2 separate regions of the Anser cygnoides genome follow, and region 2 is linked to region 1. A link is a contact called in public Hi-C data. All regions are on one chromosome and are shown on one strand. The core of a region is the stretch at or near the end of the contact, and the rest is flanking DNA. Distances in the headings are between cores, read along the strand shown. Region 1 overlaps PLEKHG4 (pleckstrin homology and RhoGEF domain containing G4). Region 2 holds the start of PLEKHG4 (pleckstrin homology and RhoGEF domain containing G4).

The links. A called contact is a pair of places that touch in the nucleus more often than the background predicts.
Region 2: a contact with region 1 is called in a Hi-C map of fetal liver, with 1.7 times the contacts expected there. The contact joins the promoter of PLEKHG4 here to the enhancer-like site in region 1. A contact is called at or near these places in 2 of 7 Hi-C or Micro-C datasets (fetal liver and liver).

Annotation. Positions count from the first base shown.
Region 1 is chr12:12,663,054-12,670,133 of Taihu_goose_T2T_genome, reverse strand. All of the region lies in intron 13 of PLEKHG4 (pleckstrin homology and RhoGEF domain containing G4), which reads left to right. Among named protein-coding and RNA genes, the nearest start is that of LRRC36, 38 kb to the right of the region's middle. Within about 2 kb of position 2,978, at least 1 of the 3 cell types and tissues checked has open chromatin away from gene starts, as enhancers often do. A contact at or near this core is called in fetal liver, where this site is marked.
Region 2 is chr12:12,739,488-12,746,567 of Taihu_goose_T2T_genome, reverse strand. It overlaps PLEKHG4 (pleckstrin homology and RhoGEF domain containing G4), which reads left to right and starts at 2,396. Exons shown (of 20, transcript XM_067004468.1): 1 at 2,396-2,569. The coding sequence starts at 2,504.

The DNA of each region.
Region 1 (7,080 bases), core at 1,729-4,228:
GTTTCCTCCCAGCAGGTTTAGGGATTTCCCAGCTCGGGTTGCAGCTGAGCTGCGAGGGGAACGCGTCGCGCTGGAGGTGCAAGATGTGATGCTAGCAGAGGTCTTTCCTCAGCTGGCCCCCAGCCCTGTGCGTGTGAGCAAGATGTTGGGCTTGGATGCTTCTTTCGCTTGGATCCTGGGACGGGAGCTGCGCAGGGTGACAGACTTTCTGAATGCTCGTGTGCTGGCATCCATCTGGATGCCTGGATCCTCCCGGAGACTGGAATTCCCTTTAGTCACGGGAGTTAAATAGAGATCTGTTCGAGCAATCTGGACATGGAGCTCCCTTCGGCTTACAGATGGGGCCGGAGCTCACAATGCCTCCATCTGCATATCAAAGCCCGGGCCATATGGACAGGGCTCTCCGGAGCACCCGCTGCCTCTGACCCAGCTCCTTTGGCTGCTCCAGGGGGGCTCGGATCCTTTCGGTGCCTCTTCGTGTGCTCTTAAACCGGGGGCCTATCTCCTGCCTCGTCAGTCGCCCAGAGGAAGGGAGGCCCAACAGCTGTGCTGAGTATCGGGGTTCAGTTTCAGCTCCACACCTCCCAAGGCAAAACTGCCCTCAGAGAGGGGGGGAAGAGCCTTCCCCCCTGCTCGGCCACAGCGCAGGAGCCATCCCGTGGGCCAGCAGCACACGGGTGGCTGGCCTCCCTCCTGCGGTCCCCTACGGGCTGCTGTGGGGCTGGGAGAGGCGGCGGTGCAGCTCGGGCAGGCTGCCCTCCCTCCGGCCGTGCAGGCAGATCCCAGCACATCGCCCAAGGATGACGCAGAGTTCGGCTCAGCTTGTCACAGCAGAGAGGAGGACGGGAATTGAAGACTACAGAGAAAGCATCAACGCGCCCCTGTCCGGGCCCGAGGGCACGCTGGAGGTTTTGCAATCCCCAGCTGAGCGCGGAGGGTGTCATTAATGGGGAGCCGAGGGCAGACACCTAGCACAGCCCCGTCTGCCTTCGCTGGCCCGCGGTGTGCTATTACCGAGGGGTATTTGTGCAGCGTAGCGATGGGGCTCCTGGGAGAGGTGTAAGGGCGACACATGCAAAACCTCTGGAGGTGACACCAGTCTGAACAGAGGGCGATTTGCTGCTGGGTGCAAGGCGCCGGCTTCAGTGACTCACAGACCTCGACGTGGCCTGGGCTGGAACCGACTGGCAACGAGAGGCTGCCGGCTCTGACCAAAGAGGGGAGTGCTCCCCTTCACCAAAAGGCGTGAAAATGTTGCTCTTCTCCTCCCCCCTCCTCTAGGCAGCGGTCACACAGGTACCCAGGATTGCTTGTTCATGCCTCTGGTTCCTCAGCCATCAGTAAAATCTCAGCGTGTGTGACTTGGGTCAAGTCAGCCTCGGGGTGGTTTCATGACTGCGGTGACTGTGGCAGCCGAATGGAGGACCGGCCACCAGATCCCCGCTGTCAGAGGCAGCAGGGAGAGAAGGGCAGTGGCCCAAGCAGACTTCAGCAAGTCTGTTTTACCAGCTCCCTTTGCTACAGCACGGATCTGGTGAGTGCTGCCTCTCACGCCTGTAGTAGTGGAGGCCACGCTCAGTGCATCTGGAAGACCTGCCAGACTTCTGGCCACTTCGAGCAGCAGCTTGTTTATTAATGAAGGGATTTCCTTAATTGTTGGATGTCACACGCTGTCGTGTTTGCACCCTCCTGAGCTGATAATGTCAGCTGTGCTGTGGCAGCCTCTGAGGTGAGGGTTGGCTGGTGCGTACTGGGGGAACTGGAGGAAGTAACTGGGAAGGAGGGAGGATGGTCCTCACCAAGGCAGTGAAACAGCATCTGCTCTTGTTCTCATCAGAAGGGATCGGAAGCGGAGTTTCACTGACAGAAAAGCTTTGCAGTGAGGCACAAAGCTCATGAAAAGATGGGCAGCACTTCAAACACGAAGAGGCTGGTTTGCAGCAAACACAAACGTTGAAGTTGCTGATTTTGCTGGGAGCAAACTTGGTCCCCAGTCCTCTGGGCTTAGGAGTTTTTAAATGTTGAGAAAATCCCCTTGGTGGGACAAAAGAAAGAAAAAAAAAATCAGTGCAGAATCTACCCAAGTGTTCAAAGACATGACCGACCACGGAGCAAAACACAAAGACTGAGGAAAACTGCACATCGTCTGCTGCTGGGAGGCTTTCTGCAGCTGCAGAGCAGCTGTAGAGGGCGAGTCCCAGACACTCGCTGCCCAGCTTCCCAGGGAGTTGTTCTGTACGTACACATGTAAATACGTGTATATATATATGTATATACACACGTTCGTGTGTGTCTGGCACAGGTTGCTCTGTGGAAGCTCTGAATCCAACGAAGCAGGGATTACCGTGGCTTGGTGTGATTCATTAGTTGAGTCAGCCCGCTCTTAATGAAGCTACCCTAGGTGTTGCTTGGCAGTCGCAGCAATTAAAAGAAGGGCAAGCACGCGTCCCGCACGCCAGCTCCAGCGCAGCGAGCCGCAATTGCCCTTTGGGTCATCGTGTTGCCATTGGGAGGGCAGGAATCGTGCGCAGTGCCATTTGACCCAATTATGTTCTCCTGTAATTTAGACTCTACCGGACGTGTCGAGCCTCGCCGCCCAAAGGGGGAAGGAAGGGGTTGTTGAGCTCCGCTCACGTTCACCTGGAGTGCAGAAGTATTTCCAAGCGTGTCGCTCTCATGAGCACACCCTGCCTGCCGCATCAATCGCACGCCACTCGTGGTGCTGCGGAGGCTGCCTGGGTCCCCACGAGGTCTGTGCAGCCAGGCCCCACCGTGTTTCCCACTGACCGTTGCCCCTTCCCTGATGTCTTGTTCCTCTTGTAGGTGCACCTACTTATCCTCCCTTCTTATCCTTAAACCCGAAGGATTTATGGTCTGCGCTCGTCTCTCATCCTTTGCCCTCCTGCAGTGTTTGTACAGCGCCAGCCACTTGGTAACAGGCAGCAATGCAAATACAGGATTGAAAGTTTGTTTTTCTTAGCTGGCTTTAGGCAAACTGGTGATTTCAGTGGTCTCTCCTCCCTTGGAGAGAGGAGGGGAGGCAATGTGAGCCACACAGCAACTCCGGAATTGTTGCGCTTTGTATTTCAAGAGGGTGAGTCCTTTCCTCAGTGCTTCGAGCTGAGCTTCTACAGCTACGTCCCGTGTAGGACATGGTTTTCATTAGGCTGCTTTCTGCTGCTAATGAATCCCAGAGAAGGCTTCACATGCAGTTCGGAATAGTCAAATGTGACAGGGTGGGGAGCAGGGAACAGCGAACCTCAGCACAGACTGCGTGTAGCTGGTGGCTTTGGTGAATGCTTGCGCTCCTGGTGCGCCCCAGCGCTGCTGCCCGCTGGTGGAGCCGCAGATCTTGCTGGAAGCGAGCGGGGCTTCGGCTTTGAGGCACGGGAAAAGCTTTGCTGCATCTTCAGAAGGGACCGTCCTGCTTCTCCAAAGCTCTTGTGTGTCGGGTGGCAGCTTGCTTTGAGTTTTGCTCGAGCTTGGGGTCGGTAGGTGTGTTTTCTCTCCGTTTCTGCGCTATGAAAGAAAGGGGATCTGGCCTGCGCCCAGGCGGGCTGCTCTCCGCACACTTCAGTGGTTCTCGTGTGAAGCGCGGCCCCTTCCCCCCCCCGCCTGCTCTCCGGTTTCCAGGGCTCCTCAACCTGGTATTCAGGCTAGCAGCATTTGCTTGTGAATAGCCGGAGCCCAGCCGGCGGGCTGGCGAGGTGGCCCTGCCTCAGTCCGGCCCTCGGGGATGGTGATGTACAGCAGAGAGCCGCGCTCGGCCGGGACATGGACCCCCTCTGTACCAACAGCAAGGTAGGACGGGGGATGTTTGTAGGTGATTAACCAGCTTGCCGTCTGCGGGCACTGAAGGCTTGCCCTCCCCCTGCCCCTTCCTTCGTGGGCACCGTTGGTGTCAGTGGGTGGGAGGCTGAGGAAAGCGCGGGTGGGTCTGAGCGAGCGCGGAGCCGAGGGCTTCCTGCTCTACCTGCCTGGTCCCCGGTCAGCAGGGAAGCAGGCTCGTCGTTGTCTGCAGGCTGACAGCTCTCGTGCCAGGAAGGTTTCAGTCCGGATAACGATGCTTTCAATATATTTCATTGTAAAGTAGTGAATTGCTTCTTCTGGACTGTCAGCGTAAAGGCAGTCTGCAGCCACGAGTCCCTGCTTGTGCTGTGCACACAGCAACCTGTGACAGGGGACACGGGTGCTGTGAGCTGGGGCAGTTCTCAAAGCCCCAGACAGTCGTGGGTTCTAGAGGCTTTAGGCCCCAGCGAGCACATGCAGTGAGAAGAGCACACCTGGGAGAGGCATTTTCATGCAGGAGAGCAGCATTTACCCTGGACTTGTGCTCTGCTAAGTGCCGTCGCTCTTTCCGCTGGTGCCCAGACCCCGGTGGAGCAGGGCTCTGCCCGCGTGGCACCGAGTAGATGCTGGTGAGCACTTGGCTCAGTTCACAGCAGTACTCGCAGTGCTTTGACCTTCTCTGGCTGCACCGGTTCTGTTCTCTGTGCTGCAAACCGACCTCACGTGGATCTCCAAGCTCCCAGCAGAGGTTAACAGCGCTTGGGCTGAAAGGCAGTGAGGGTGAGACGGGTGCTGAAGTGTGGGGTGCTGGGCAGAGGCCTGTGATGAGCTACGTGCTGCTAACGGCTGAGCAGAGCACACCTTGTGCACAGGAGCTGCACGCAAGGTGTATCAGGGCTCTTCTGATGGCGTTGGGTGCTTTTTCACCGTTTGCAGCAACGTTCCCGGCTGCTGGATGCCTCCCCTCCCTCTGGGTGAAGGTGGTGTCAAAGCCCGGGAGCAGGGGGCAGGCACAGCACGGGGGACTTGGCCCCTCTTGTGGCTTGGCTCTTAGGGCAGCTTCAGCTGCCGTACCCAAAGCTGCTCTTGGATTCCTGTCTCGTTGCTCCCATCAGGTTGGGTTTGAGCTTCTTACCGCCCCTATCTCAGCTCCCTTGTGCAGTCGCTTCGGTGTGGAAGGAAACCTCCCTAGGAGCATTTTTCTTCTGCAGAAAGTTAGAGAGTTTGTGATCAGCCTGCTCCGCCTACCTCTGCCTGCTCAGACACCCAGTTGCCATTGTGACAAGAAAAAAACTCCTGTTGCAATAATTATCTCCCCACGGGAAGAGGTGAAAGAGGTTTAGACAGAGGTAGCCCCTTGTGGCGTGTGGAGGTGCGGGGGGGTTTTCTCCTGGCTCCTCATTAAGCATCTGAGAGATCGCTGGACCTTGAGACCGGGAGGAATCTGGTGGGTGAGTGGTAGGTTGGGTTGGTGAGGTGTGATACCCGAATGGGTGCAGGACCCACAGGAAGGCTCCCCACGCAGCGCTGGCGGCAGAGCCAAGCCCCTTCCCGTGGCCTGTGCGTGCAGGCGGTGCGTCTGGTGCCAGAGACAGACTCCAGCAGCCTCCGTCCTCGATGCGCTGCGAGCCTCGCCGTGGTGAGAGGAGCGGGGGCAAGCCCAGGGCGATGGGCTGAGGGCAGTCAGCGGCGTCCCGGGCTCTTCCCTGGGGCACAGCAGGTCCCCAGGAGCCCCGGCCTCCCCCGGAGCCTGGCGGGACCAACCTGCTGCTGGCTCCTCGCGCTGCTGCTGCGCGGGTCAGCCCTCTGCGCGCAGGAAGCACGTTTGTCTTTAATCCGTAATTTCGAGAGTTGGTAACGACTTGTCTGGAGAGTCAAGATCAAAAGCCGAGGTGCAGGCTCCTTCCTGCCTGGTTGCAGGCGTTGGTGGGAGCATTCGGCCTCCCTGCACCCGTCCGCCTCCTTTTATACACGAGAGGCTCTCGCAGCTTGGCAGAGAAGCCCTGCCTGCGCCCCAGTGCCCACATCTCGCGTGCCTCGCAGCCTCCCCGGGACGGAGCCGACGGCGATGCCCTCGCCTGCGTGGCGTTGTTTCCTCCTGCGTGCCGGGGCGGACTCACTGCATGGAGGGGGGCTGCCATTTCGTGTGCTAAAAGGGGCAGTTGGAGCGGATGATGTGGCTGGGAAAACCTTGGTGGCCACTTAGCATGTTACCAAGCAAGCTGCGGGGTGTGGAGGGCCGCTCCCATTGTGCAGGGAACAAAGCTGAGCTATTCACTAGCCTGTGACAGGCACTGGGGATGGAAGAAATGCCGAGATTTAGAGTAATTTCTGCGCTGCCGTGGAGTCCTTGCCAAGAACAGACAGATACCATATGAAGATGAGGTGGCGGGGCTGCCTCCCTGTGTGGGTTGCAGCCCTGGTTCCTCCTCGCCGAGGCCACAGACAGGTCTGTTATTTCTAGGAATCGCTGCAGAAGCCTCTGCTTTTCCCTCTCTCCCGTTTGTGGATGGAAACGAGTTCCTCAGCCTCGGGGAAGCCCTTCGCAGGGCGGCTGCCCTCCCCATGGCTGCTGAAAAAGAGCCAGGCTGGCCTCCTTGCCGTGCCTCTCCTGCACAGCGCGTCCTCAGCACCCTCTTTCAGAGCCCCGTGTGCCTTTTGAGCTCAGCTTTTCCCATCCCTGAGCAAAACAGAGCCTGTGTACAGCCTTTGGTTGGGATCATCACCCCTTGGCTGGCAGGACCGGAGAGCTGTGATGAGCCCTCAGCCCGGGCTGCCCGCCAGCCCCTGCCTGGGGGGCTGGTTTGTGGAGAAATGGAAGGAGCAGCACAAAACCCCAGCAAACCGGGCCATCTGTCGCTGCTGCGCAGGTCTGCCGGGCCCCCCAGCGCTCAGGGTTTCACCTCACCTCGGTGTGCAGTGCCGCCAGGGAATTAAAGAGCCTGGTAAGGGCAGGCTCAGCGGGCTCTGGCATCGCCTCTGCCAGCTGCGAGCCCCTCTCTCCCCCAGCAGTGGGCACTTTCAAGCATAAAGCCTGGGCCGAGAGAGCGGCAGGGCCGGGCTGTCCCTGTGCCGGGGCTGCTGCCTCTGCCGGCCCCGTGCCGCGGCTGCGTGGGGCTGTTTAAGGAGCGTTTTCCCCCAGCAGCTGCTGGCCCTAATGAAGCAGCTCCTTGCTCTGCATGAGTAATGGGGCTGGCTGCACACAGAGCACGCAGCTGCAGCTCAAAAGAGCAACGGGGACGGCTGTGGCAGCTCCCGCGGCTGTGGCATCTGCCCCTGGAGTGACTCCTC
Region 2 (7,080 bases), core at 1,147-3,646, 77 kb before region 1:
AGTGGGTCCTGCTTACGGAGAAAGCTAGCAAAAGCTTTGGAAAGGTACCCCCAGAAAGGTGGGGATAAAAGAAGAAAGCAAATATCCAGGCTCAGAATGCGCTATGTTTTCGCATGCTGTGATGTGGGGGCTGGCTCCCGGGAGCTGACCACTCAAGGAACACGAGCTTTTGTTTTCCTGGACTGAAAGGACCGGCTGAGTAAGCAGATTAGCCGGCCTGCTGCAGGAGGGTTGCATTGTCTGAGGAAGGCATGTTGGCTAAATAACAGAATTAGCTGGTGACCTCTGAAAGGCTCGCTCTGATCTTTGTTTTCTTCTGCTAAGGAACAGACAGGATTGTTATAAATGTTTGATTTTTTTTTTTTCTCCTTAGCAAAAATAGCTTTTGAAGCAAACAGGAAATTACAGTGTGCAATAAAGAGCAAAGAAAGTCGAACAGCTACCTCACTGAGCTTGGATTTGTCTACAAATCCAGCTCCACTTTACCAAAGGTGACTAAACCGCCCCAAACCCCCACGTGGCAGAAACCCTCTGAGGCGCTACTCCCACTGCTGTACCTGGCCAGAAATGGGGGACCTGCGGGGTGCCAAATCCCGGCCAGGAGCCAGGGTGGAGGGCAGAGCGCCCAGGCCGACCTGCCCCACCGACCCGCCTGTTTATTCGCACCAAAGCCTTGCAGCAGAAGGAAGCAGAGACCTCACGCGCGAGGTGCCGGCAGGAGGGACAGGCACCTTCCTCTGCCACGCACAAGGTCAGCGGCTAATAGACTAGTTACCGTTCATCATTTAATTATAGATGGGCCCCTGGCTGCGCTGCTTTCCAAGAGACTGCCCCGCACGGAGCCCTAGGCCCTAGGTCAGCTTGGCTGCCTCCGTCTGGGCCATTTAATTGGGATTATAATTAACACCCACCAGCCTAATCAGGCTGCCTCTGTGCACAGCCCTGTGGGCGAGCCGCCGCCGCAGCGCGCCAGCAGGGAGGCATAGGCAGCCTCAATGCAGCCCGGGTGCAGCGGGGGGGAGGCGGGAGAGGGGCCGGCGCTCCCCGGGGTGCTCCAGGCCGGGGGCCGAAGGGAATGGGCCCGGGTCCCCGCCCCGGCCCCGGCACGGCCGGCAGGTGTCGCCCCGCACCGCGGCCTGGCCCCGGCCGCCGCCCGCCTCGAGAGCCCGGGGCTCCGGCCCGCCCGCGCCGGGGGCAGCCGGGGACAAGATGGCGGCGCCGCTGAGGGGGAGTGGAAGGAGGGGGGGGGCGGGGAACTGTTCTTCTGCAGGGAGAGCAGTTTTAGGGGGGGGAATAAACGTGTATCTATATGGAATCCTGTATGGAGTGTGAGGGGAGGATTGGGCCATCCTGGCCCAGGCCCCTGTGGCTTTACAGGCTCTCGGGGGGTTGCGGAGGGTGTGTGGGATGGCTGTCCTTTGAGGTGCTCGCTTTGCCCAGTCGGTGCTGGTGCCTCCCGGTCCCCTCCCGTGCCTGCTCCGGTGCTGGCCGTGCCCTGCCTTGGTGTGGGAGCAGAGTTCTCGTTGGGGAACGGCAGCACTGGTGGAAGAAGGGTGAATGAGAGGAAAGTGGGAGAGACCGATGGCAAGGAGGGGAGGGAGACACACGAGTCCTCTCCCTTCACTTGTCTCAAGGCTTATTTACCAATTGAGTGATGCTCTCTAGGTTTATTTACTAATTCAGTAGTGTTCTCTAGCCCTGATGCCTGCTCATTCCCAGTGCAGGGTCCTCTCCCTCAGACACAGGTGGGGAATAAGGGGCCTCTGGTGTAGGACCCACCACACGATATCCTCCATGAACCCCCCATGCCCCACGTCCCACCTGCTCTGGGTCCCTGCCTTGTTGTGTTTTTTCCCTTCGCTGGCATTCCCCAAGCTTTGCTCCTCTACTTGCCAGCTACGTGCATCCCAGAGCAGCCCTATCCCTGTCAAGCAGGTGGTGCCCAGAGACCACAAGGTGCTCCCCGTCACCTTCTCGGCTCTGGAGCTTCAGCCAGCAGAGGTGGCTCCCATCTCCCCTGGGGAGAGGACCCTGACCCCAACCTGCTGTTTGCCTGCTGCTAAGTGGCTTCAAATTCAGCCTGAAGCCTTGTGGAGCTGCTCAGTTGAGACAGAGATGGAGGAAGAGGATTCTTCTCCTTCACTACCAACTGGCAAGGCTAGAGGAAGGCCATGTCTTACCAGGCTGCCATTCCCCCGCTAGAAATACCAGTGGGGTTCAAAACACTTGGGAAGCACCTGGAGGACCAAGAGTGGAACTCACCCAAGTTTAGTGGGCAGCACTCAGCCCAGCTGCGTGCAGGCAAAATAAGAGCTGGTCCCAGGGAACGCCCATGTGGCTCCGTAAAGCGCTGATTACATGCCCACAGCTGGAGCTGCACCTCGGGGCTGTTGCTCTGCCCCGGTGAGTGCAGATCTAACCCAGCTGCTTCTCTGCCTGCCTGCTCTGGCGGAGCAGACTGTGGGCAGGTGAGAGCTTTCCTTCTCTCCAGAGAGGATCTGCCATGGGAGAATGGTTTGCAGGACCTGCTGGGATCTGCTGGGCGCAGGCTGCTCTGCAAGCGTTGGCTGTAAGTGTGGGGTTTGTGAGGGGCTAGGGGCTGGCTGGGGGTTTGGCAGGGTGTTCTCCCTGTAGGGACGGTAATCCTGGGGCCAGAGCTCCACAAGCAGGCTGATGGAGGTGCTGTGGTCCTGTGCTGCTGGAGTAGTGGGTAGGACCTGGGTGCTGGCCCCACTGAGTGCCCAAGCTAAGGTGGGCAGTGCTCGTTGGTGGGTCCCTCCTTGCTGGAGCCTGGTGGTTAGAAGCCCTCCCTCCTAGCTAGGCATGGTTGCATTTGGGTCACTTTTGGGATGAGAAGGGACAGGTGCCCTGCCTAGAAACGTGTCCTGTGTTTGCCTGTGTTTCTGTTGTTGCTCAGCACCTCTGTGGGGACTGTATCTGCCTCTCCTGGCAGAGGCTAGGTGGGTATCTGGGTGCTGGGTGCTCATGTGAGCTGGGCACAGAGCAGTGATATGAGCTGGCAGGTCTTCTGATGGCACGGAGTCATGCTGGGGCCATCCTTCCAACCCTCACCCTGTTAGGCAGACCTGGAAAGAGGATCAGGCCCTGGCACCTGTGACGGGGTTTAAAGAAGCTGTGAGACCCCGTGATCCACGTCTGTGGGGCAGGGGCTCGAGGTGGCAGCCAGGTTGGAGCAGGAAGGGTGGAGGTGCCCATGGGCACGTCTAGCTTGGAGATGAGCATGTTGTCTCAGAGTACAGTAAACATGTGCTGTTGCGATTAAACAGCATGCAGCACCACTGCCAGCAGGGTTGGTTAGCACGGGGAGGTAAACAGATGACTGTTTCATGCCATTAAGTACGTGGCATCTGGAGAGAGATGGATCAGTTTTAGGCTGCTCTTCAGAGACAGCCAGTCTGCCCTTATCTAACCAGAGATGGTGGTGAGTTTTGAAGCAGCCATCCAGAAGCCACAGCTGGACTTCTAAGCATTTTGTCCTCAGGAAAGGGAGGCAGTACCCCAGCTCTGTGGAGACAAACAAGCAGTTCTTCCAGGATTTCAGCTCTCCTAGCTGGGTCTGGGTGCACAGAGGTTTTGTGTCCCGTTCCAGGCCACCAGGGGGGCTGGGGTCTTCTCAGGTCAGCTGCTCCTAAGCCCTGCACCTACCTGCATTGGGTGTGCTCATGACTTCTATGCTAGGAAAAGTCTCTGGAGGATGCCTCATCCTCACCGAATCCAGCAGGTTCCAGGGTCAGTGCCCTGCCCCAACCAGTGGGATTTGGCATACTCTTGGGCTGCGGAATCAGCAAGAGGAGAAACCTGCTGGGTTAGGAGAGAGCTGGATGCAGGGTTCTCTGGGGTCTCAGGTGCAGAGCCACAGGGACAGGCTTGGAGCTGTAGAGGTGTTAACTCCAGAGAAGCATGCAGCATGGTCACCTTGCAAGGCTTACACCTTCAAATGTGGCTGAAGCAATCCTGCTCTGCGTGAGCATCCTGCAGCAGGAGCAGCTCCTGTCTGAGGCATGCCCAGCTGTATGTCCGTAGCAGGAGGTGGGTGCACTTTTGCAGAGCCTAAAGAGAAAGTTAAAGAAGCCCAGAGCTGCTCAACATGAAACAACCGTCTTAGCCGTATGATAAGTGTGTTGGGTGAGGACTTGGTGATGGTGGTCTTTACCATGAGGGTGATCAAACACTGGCGGAGGCTTCCTAGCGAGACGATTGCTGCCCCATGCCTGTCAGTGTTCAAGAGACGTTTGGACAATGCCCTCAGTAATGTTTTCCCTTTGGTTAGCCCTGAAGCAGTCAGGATGTTGGACTCGACTTGCAGGTCCCTTCCAGCTGAACTGTTCCACCCTCTGGGCTCTGGCAGTGACTGACGCTCGCGCTGGGCTGTGTGCAGACCCCAGGCACTTGGGGATGCCTGGGGCAGGCATTAGATCAGCTCCACATCTCCTGAGTGCAACTGGCTTGTCTGGGGAAGGTGCTGTGTGTCATCTAGGTGTGCCTTCATGCTCCTGCAGAGAGGTTTTGAGGCTGGCTTTCCCTGCTTGGATCACCTCCCCGTGGGGCTGCATGCTGCAGTTGTGCTTGCAGGGTTGCATGCGTGCTACGGAAAGCTAGATATGTGACTTTTTAAAAAATATTTTTTCTCCACTGTGGCACATGTGGCTATTTGAGAATGTTAAGTGGGACATTCCTGACTTCTGTACCTATAAAACGTCTCCTGTAAAGCTTCCCGGTGGTTGCCTGCACACCAGGTTTGCGCAGAGCAACATCTTGAAGTGTAAGCTGGAGACCTGGTAATTGAGTGGCTCCTGTGTCTTCAGATTGTGAGCGTGACCAGCTGTTGTTATGTAGTCTCTCATCCAGACCTTCTGGGAAATCACACCACGATTATATTTCTGGCTTAAGACATTTTTTTTCCCTGATCAGGCTGGGCCTCACAAAGAGGTTGCCGCTTAGAGGTAATTACTTGCTTTCAAAGCTGAATGTCTCTTGAGGATTGCAAATAGAGGATTATCAAATTAATTAGTTAAACCAAGAGGTGCTTTTGTGAAGCCAAGGCCTGCTTTGCTTGTGAACTGAAATAAAGGTTTAAACATTGCTAAACCACGTAACACCCACTCTTGTGTTCCTAATGGGGACAGGAGTAGCTCTCTCCTGAAATGGTGGTGGTGGTGCAGAGGGCTGCTCGCAGCACCACTTGTTTTCCTTTGGTTAAACCTGTTTCAAGCAAACATCCATCACTGGTCTTAAGGCAGCTGCTTGTGCCAAGTGGGGCCTGACGCTGCTTCCTGGTGGCTTCCCATGTCCCTGCAGGCTGATGGGGTTCACAGTGGGTAGCTTGGTGGGATTGTAACGTAACGAAGCTGTACTTGGAGGGCGCAGCTTAATCTGTGGGACATCTGCATAGCTGGGAGGGAGCCCTGGTCCAGCGATGAGCAGATGCCTGGAAGTGGATTTGGAGTCATCCGTGGGTCCTGCGCTGCCACTGCCTGCTCCTGGGCTCTCCCTGCCCCTGGAAGCCCCCAAGGACACGGGAGGTTCCCTGTGCTGTGTGAGGATGACACCGCTGATCAGGTTAAGCTAACGTGGAGTGCGTGGGGGGGGGGGTTTGCTGTGCGCTGCTGTAGGGAAATCGTCTAGCTAGCGTGCCTATTGCACAACTTCCCCTAGGTCAGAAGATGGCCTTATCCGGCATCCAAAACATCTCCCTCCTGTGCCTCTTCCAGCACAGCTGAGTCCTCTTGGTAAAAGTACTGAGCTTTTCCTGCTTTGCACAACTGAAAATAAGCAGAGCTCTGCTAGCAGGGACTCAAAGCCAGAGGCCCCTGCCTGCGCTCTCCCAGCTCACACGGGGCTCTTGACCACGATGCTGCTTCAGCAGGCACTTGGGAAGCTCTGCAGCTCCAGGACCCAGGCCCAGCAAAGGGGAAGCAGGGAGCAGAACTCATCTGCTGCCACATGAGCTAGCAAAATGGTCCCCCCGGGGTAAAATTGCCCGTCGGTCCATGCAAAGGACCTGGGTCTGCTTGGCCAGCAAAGCCAATGCTCTGGGCATGCACCCTGGTGCCAGGAGCTCTCCTTGTGTGCTGCTTTCATCTGCCGTGGCCCCTGCCTTGCCCCTTCCCGGCTGACAGCAGCCTTTTGCACCAGCTTCAGCAATTAAAACTCAACCCAAGGAAACCGCAGGGCTCGCGCAAGAGTGAGGAGCTGCTCCTGCGAGGAGACAGTGCGAGACTGTGTCGGGAACAAGCGCGGCATTGTTGTCAGCCGCAGCCGAGAGGGGCTGTTTAACACCCACTGGAGTGCTGGCTGCAGCTGTCTGCCATGTGCTGGTGTAGGAAACAGATCTACAATGCAGCAGACGAGGGAAAGGCCACTTTGCAGTTAAAAAAAAAAAATCTATATTAGGACCCAGCCATGAGTAAACAGCGCCGCGATGTTCCCCGTAGCGCTGCGCCATGGCACAGGAAATCACGTCACCGCCTCCGGCTGCGATGGGGCGAGGTGAGCTCAGCTCTTCGGTCTGGGAGCCCCGGCTGGGGGAAGATGCTCCTGAGCTCTGAGCATGGTGTAGGAGAGGGAGGAGGTGCAAGGCTGGGTCTGAGATTTACTCGTATTAGACAGCCCCTTCCCTCTCCGTTCGTGTACAGGAATACCTACAGCCATCGTATTTCCTGTGTTGCCCTGTGCGGTGTTGGCTTGGGAGCTCGTGGAGGGCTTTTGGTTGTCACGTCTATGACTGAGACATCTGGTGCACTTCAAAAACCGTGTGCTAATGATTGCCCAGCATGAGTAGCACCTGGGGAGCAAGTGGCTGCACCTGGCTCTGTCCCTGGTCACGGAGGTGAAAAACGTGATGGAAACCAGACCGGGGCTGTCTGTGTGCTTACATGGTGCCCTCCTCATCTGTGTTTATGGGGATGCTGAAAACTCCCACACCAGCCCCCCGAAGGTACCATCCTTCTTTTTCTGGCTCTCAGAGAGCTGGAATTAGGTGGCTTGATAACATCTCACCCTGCAGCTAACTTGGAGCTAGAGGAGAAGACAACCTTGTGCTCCTAGCCCTGTGCAAGC